Regions from separate parts of the Lactuca sativa genome. Here region 2 is linked to region 1. A link is a contact called in public Hi-C data. All regions are on one chromosome and are shown on one strand. The core of a region is the stretch at or near the end of the contact, and the rest is flanking DNA. Distances in the headings are between cores, read along the strand shown.

Region 1 (3,238 bases), core at 233-2,732:
TTAGAATTTCAAAAATAAAAAATCTAAGAAGACATAAAATAATATTTAATACAATTATAAAAGGCTTTTTGATATTAGTAATTATATGTTAAGTTAAAGAGTTTTAAGTTTTAAATGAATATAGTTAAAATATTTTGGGTTTATATATATATATATATATATATATATATATATATATATATATATATATATATATATATATATATATATATATATATATATATATATATAAAAGATTATTTATAAAGAAAAACATTAAACTAGCCAAAACATTAATTAAGGATAATGACTTAAAAGGGTAATACATTCTTCGATTTGTACACATTTGGTCACTGAGTTTATTTTTTGTTCACATTTACCCCTTCAACTTGTTAAACTGTACACATTCAGTCCTTATGACCGGTTATTCCAGGTTAACTGGTAAAAATGTCTTAATAGGGTAATATATTTCTCATTTTGTACACATTTACTCCTTAATATTTTTGTACACATTTAGTCCTTAATGTTTTTTGTTGCAAAATAATTTATTTTTGTTTTTGTAATCATTCAATATTTATGAATGTTTTTTTTTAAGTTTTTCTCACAACATCTTACATGGAACAATTATTAACGAGGTGGTTTAGGCTTTTGATGCTTATGTCCATCGCGATCTCGACTACTTGGTTGCTTAGGTCATGTGTTTTGAACGTCCTAACTTTTTCATACTATATCAGATTTTAACGATCTTTATATCTATGCGTTTGTATTTCACTCTACTACAACTTTCGTTTATATAATTATATTACTCCCGTTAAAAAGTAATATATTTTTTAATTACGATCTTTATATCCATACGTTTTTTATGAATGCGTGTATGGATGTTTTTTTTTCATAAAATCGTAAGTAAAAACATATTATATTTTAACGGGGGTAATCTGAACGAAAGTTATAGCAGACTTAAAAAACGAAGATGTAGATATAAAGGTCGTTAAAATCAGATATCGTATGAAGAAGTTACGACGTTCGGAATACAAAACCTAAGTCAAACCACAAGACCTATACAACCAATCAGTCGAGACTGCGATGGACATAAGCATCCACAGCCTCAAACACCTCATCAATCAGGGACGGGCACAGGATTTGGTAGTAGGTGTTGCCAATTCGTAGTAGGTGTTGTCGGTAAGTAGAAAAAAGAAAAAGACAAAACTTCAAAAATGGTCCCTGTGGTTTCCGAAAATATCAAGTTTTGTCCCTAAGTTCAAAAAACCTCACAGATGGTCCCTGTGGTTTCAAAACTTTTAACAAATGGTCCTTCCGGTTCACTCCGTTAGTTTTTGGCCGTTAAGTGGAGAGTATTTATGTCATTTCACTGCCACAGGGACCATTTATGAAGATTTGTCTTATTTTAAAAAGAAAAACTAATTATTTAATATTAAAGGGTCCTCCCTCTCTCTCTTTCTCTCTCTCTCTGACACACACACAAACACAAACATACAAATATGGGTATGGGTGTAATAATCATCGACGGGTCCACCGTACAAGCCTTCGTTAACGACGAAACTCAGTTCAAAACCAGCGTCGACGCCCAGTTCGATTCCCTCGATGTCAACAACGGCGGCGTTCTATCTAGATCCGAGATACGTAAGGCTTTTGAGTCCATGAGGTTGCTGGAAGCTCACTCTGGAGTTGACACCGCCTTGCCCCCGGAGGAGCTTACCCGTCTCTACGATTCTGTGTTTCTGAGCTTCGATGAAGACTCGAACGGCACCGTTGATCTGGAGGAGTTTAGGTCGGAAATGAAGAAGACCATGCTCGCTATTGCCGTTGGGTTGGGGTCTTCGTCGATTCAGATGGTGGTGGAAGATGATGATCAAAGTTTTCTGAAAAAAGCAGCTGATTTAGAAGCGACCAAGATATCTGAGAGTTCTTAGATCTGACGGTGCACTATTAGCTGTGATTTTGTTGTTTGTACTCTTTTATTTTATATAATGGCATGTTAGTTGTGATCATTGACCTAAAGAACAAGGCTTTCTCCTTCAATAAAACCTTGAACTTCTTCAAAACCTTGGCCACAATTCTTCTCTCATATCTCTGATCTCTCAATTTTTTTTCTCATTCACCGAATCTCGAAAATTGCAGCAATATCACACCCATTTAGTTTCGATCACACCCCGTGAAAGGAATTAGGAATTTACCTACACATGACTGGAATTGAGAAATCGAGACTGGTTGAACAATTCCAATGGTTTCTTCCAACCTAGACTAGTGAATAAGGGTCTTCTGATTTTGTTGCTCTCTTCTTTGAAAGAAACCATGGACTGTGATTGATGGTGGTGACAGGGTAGAAGTAAGGTGAAGGTAACGAAAACGGAGGTAGGAGATACTTATTTTACTGTTGAACAATCGAAATAAAGGGGTTGCTGAAGGGAAGGGATGACGGTGGATTTGTGTGTTTTGATCGGAGTAAAGGCATGAAATCACTTACCTTGGTCGATGTCACCTGGTGGTGATGATGGTAGAAGGAGCAGATAACAACTTCAATTCTAATGGAGAAGGTGGTTGGATGTTTTTGAGAGAGAGAGAGAGAGGACCCTTTAATATTAAATAATTAGTTTTTCTTTTTAAAATAAGACAAATCTTCATAAATGGTCCCTGTGGCAGTGAAATGACATAAATACCCTCCACTTAACGGCCAAAAACTAACGGAGTGAGCCGGAAGGACCATTTGTTAAAAGTTTTGAAACCACATGGACCATCTGTGAGGTTTTTTTAACTTAGAGACTAAACTTAATATTTTCGGAAACTACATGGACTATTTTTGAAGTTTTGTCAAAGAAAATAATATCGAAAAATTTACATTGCGTATAGAAAAAGCAGGGGTTGTCGGTGCCACTACGGGCACCCAAAGAGAACCGTCTATGTCATCAATGATAGTCTCATGTTAGATGTCGTGAGAAAAACCCTAAATAAATCATTCATAAGTACTGAATTTGTACAAAAACAAAAAATGACTTATTTTGAAACAAAAAAAATATTAAGGACTAAATGTGTACAAAAATATTAAGGACTAAATGTGTACAAAAATATTAAGGACTAAATGTGTACAAAATGAGAAATATATTACCCTAATAAGACATTTTTCCCGGCTAACCTGGAGTAACCGGTCATAAGGACTGGATGTGTACCGTTTAACAAGTTAAAGGGGTAAATGTGGACGAAAAAAAAAACTCAGTGACCAAACGTGTACAAATCGAAAAAT
Region 2 (3,032 bases), core at 434-2,933, 700 kb after region 1:
CTTTATTATGTCAAAAAAAAAAAAACACTCTCTTAACCAGTTTAATAAGCCTAGTCAGTTGTCGACATTGAAGTCGATTAACTAAAAACCATTTTTGTGTAGCTCCATTTAACAAACACGTCTAACTTGAAAAGAAAAGTCACAAGAATAGTAAAAAAGAAATACTTTTTTAATAACTTCAACCATGTGCATTCATATTAGCTTCAACTTTTGTAACTTTGTCCTATATGTTTGTGTGTTGGTGGTCCGTTGGAGGATCTCTTGGATTATATTCGTGGTTGTAAAGAACAAACTTCGTAACAACTTTATAGATTTAAATATAATTGATGAAAAACTACAAAATTAACAACTTTATGCAATTAATCACATGAAACCCAAATACTAAATATAAGTTATATTGTCGACAAAGATGACAACTTTATGCAAAAATCACCATTGGGTGGTAGCAAACTCATTAAAAATTTATTAGAAACCAAAAGCTCTTCAACAAAGTACAACTAATAAACATATTCGTAAACTTTGTTCCCAAAAAACTGAATTCAAGAAAAAGAAAGGCAAGAACTTACCTGCAAATATCGCGTTTATTGCTAAAGATTGTCGTATAGCATGAATTATCGCCATGGTTAATACTGAGCCTCGAGTTTTTTGTTTTTGAAGCGACTCTTCCAACAAACATGCAGCTTCTTGAGCAGTTTCAGATTCAGGAATCGAAGGAACATGATTAAACTCGAGTTTTTGAGCATGACCCAATTCAAAAAGAGGGTTTAACCAATTAAATGTAACCCTTTTCCAAATTCCTGATTTTGTAAAAGCGCTAGTGTCTTTGCTAGTTTCTTGGAGCAATGGTTCATCTAGTTCTTCGTGTTTCTTGGTGACACGATATGTTAGACCATCGAAACACAAAAGAATTGAAAATGGGAAGGTGGCCATGTCGACAAGATTCGATTTTGAAAGAAATATATGCATGTTTTTGGATTTAAGATAGTTGAAGATGATGAAAGTGACTGAAACTGAATCAAGAATCATGGAAAAACACCAGAATAGAACAAGCACCCATGGCCATTTTCGTGTATGTTCATCTCTTCTACTGAAGAATGAATACACAGTAACAATAGTGGCTAAAGACCATGTTAATGCAGAGGTGACAGACTCGGAAGGTACAACCTCGTGCTTCAAGAACTTGTACACACAAAAACCAATATGAGAAATCAGGATTATAAAGTTGGAGGCGAGAGTAATCTTTGAAAAACGTGAGAAATTAATCGAAAATCTTGTTCTTTCACCCCTTGTTTGCTTTAGAATATCAGCGAATCCCCAGATGAATAACCACAGGAAGAAAGACACATTGCCAGTATTCAAAATGGCCGCCATTGACGGAAACTCGAGAACCTCGAAAGCCCCTTTATACAACTCGAAAACGAAACTAAAATCGATTAAAGAACAAAACCCCCACATCAAAACAATGATTACTATAATGAAAAATCGAAAAGGGGGAAACAAAAGGATACAAAAACTATGGAAGATAAAATTATTTATTAGGTAATGTATATCCAAGATTGGATGAGTCTAAGAAATGTGGATCTGTAAAGGGTTTTAGCGACTCACGTGTCGATTCTTCAAACGGTGGGTTGGTGAGAGGAATATGAGCCTGAAGGTTATGGTCGATACTTCAATTGTCTTGATCCTTCTTTCACTATTCACTATATATAATACAAAGAAAAGTATATATGTACGCATTAATTGAATTTCAGAGTGTTACAAACATCCCTATCAAAGATTCCAACATCCCATGATTCATATACCCTGGGTGATTCATTGGAATGTAATAAATTGTTTAATAAGCTACCAACTATGTAAATCATGTTAATGTTTTCATAGGTAACAATATAAAGCTGCTTAGCTAATATAGTTGATATTTTTTTGCATAAATATAATTATATAAGCTTTACTAACTCTTTTTGGATCGCTTATTGTAACTTATTTAAAAAAATATTATTAACTTATATGGTATTGAAAGCATTTTAAGAAAAAAAAATGCATGAGTTAAGGTATATGGTACCACAATAAGTTGACAAGTACAAATAAAATAGCAAATTCAAATAAATAGCATATTCAAACATTTAATTTAGCTTATTTAGTGGTGTCAAAAACGTTATGATCAAAATAAAACAATTGATCTGAAAGTGTTTATTTAAATCCATAAGCAAAAGACTCTTAAGTAGTTTATTTGGTGTGGTCCATTTACTTTGTTTGTTTAGCACTAAAAATAAGAAATTAGAAGAAAAAAATATGACAATTTCATATGTCATTTTTAAATATCAAAATATTATATTTGTCCAACCTAATTTCTAAATATGATATTTATGTTTCATAAACTTTAAAAGTGTCATATCTACCATAATCTACCATATATATATATACATATATATATATATATATATATATATATATATATATATATATATATATATATATATATATATATATATATATATATATATATATATATATATATCAAGGTTGTAAAAATCGGTCTAGGCGGCCGATTAATCGGCGCCTAGGCATTTGGCGGACTCCAACTGCTTACGAATAATTGTTATCGGGTAAGCTAGTCGGCCTTTGTCAATATCGGTCAAAGACAGTCCAAATCGGACTAATTCGCACCAAAATGGACCTAAAATCGGACCAAAATGACTTCAACCCACCAGCTCAAAGGAGCAAACTTGCCCAAAATATAGTTGGGTCGGGTTTTTTTAGCCTACCTAGTTGGGTTTGAATTTTTAAAGGAACTAACTCTCCTTTTATAAGATATGTGTGCCTTCGTCTATTGTCCCACCAGCGATGTGGGATATAAACACGAAATTTCCTTCTTCACTGGAAACATGAGCGATGTGGGATGCAAACAAAAAACTTCATTCTTCACAACTCCATCGAACACTCTCTACACCACCATCCTTCTTCACTGGAAACGCGAAACTTCCCCATTATTAGGTCGAGATGAAATTCGTCAATTTAGAATCTGGGATCAGGTC

What was found. Hi-C and Micro-C count contacts between places; a contact is called where the count stands out from the background.
Region 2: a Hi-C map of leaf shows a contact between it and region 1, with 8 times the contacts expected there. The contact joins the promoter of LOC111909540 here to the promoter of LOC111918308 in region 1. A contact is called at or near these places in 3 of 4 Hi-C or Micro-C datasets (bud, leaf and seed).

Annotation. Positions count from the first base shown.
Region 1 is chr8:280,439,294-280,442,531 of Lsat_Salinas_v11, forward strand. LOC111918308 reads left to right here and starts at 1,483. Exons shown (of 1, transcript XM_023913988.2): 1 at 1,483-1,911. The coding sequence starts at 1,485. The coding sequence ends at 1,910.
Region 2 is chr8:281,139,030-281,142,061 of Lsat_Salinas_v11, forward strand. LOC111909540 (putative ABC transporter C family member 15) reads right to left here and starts at 1,684. Exons shown (of 9, transcript XM_023905341.3): 1 at 567-1,684. The coding sequence starts at 1,455.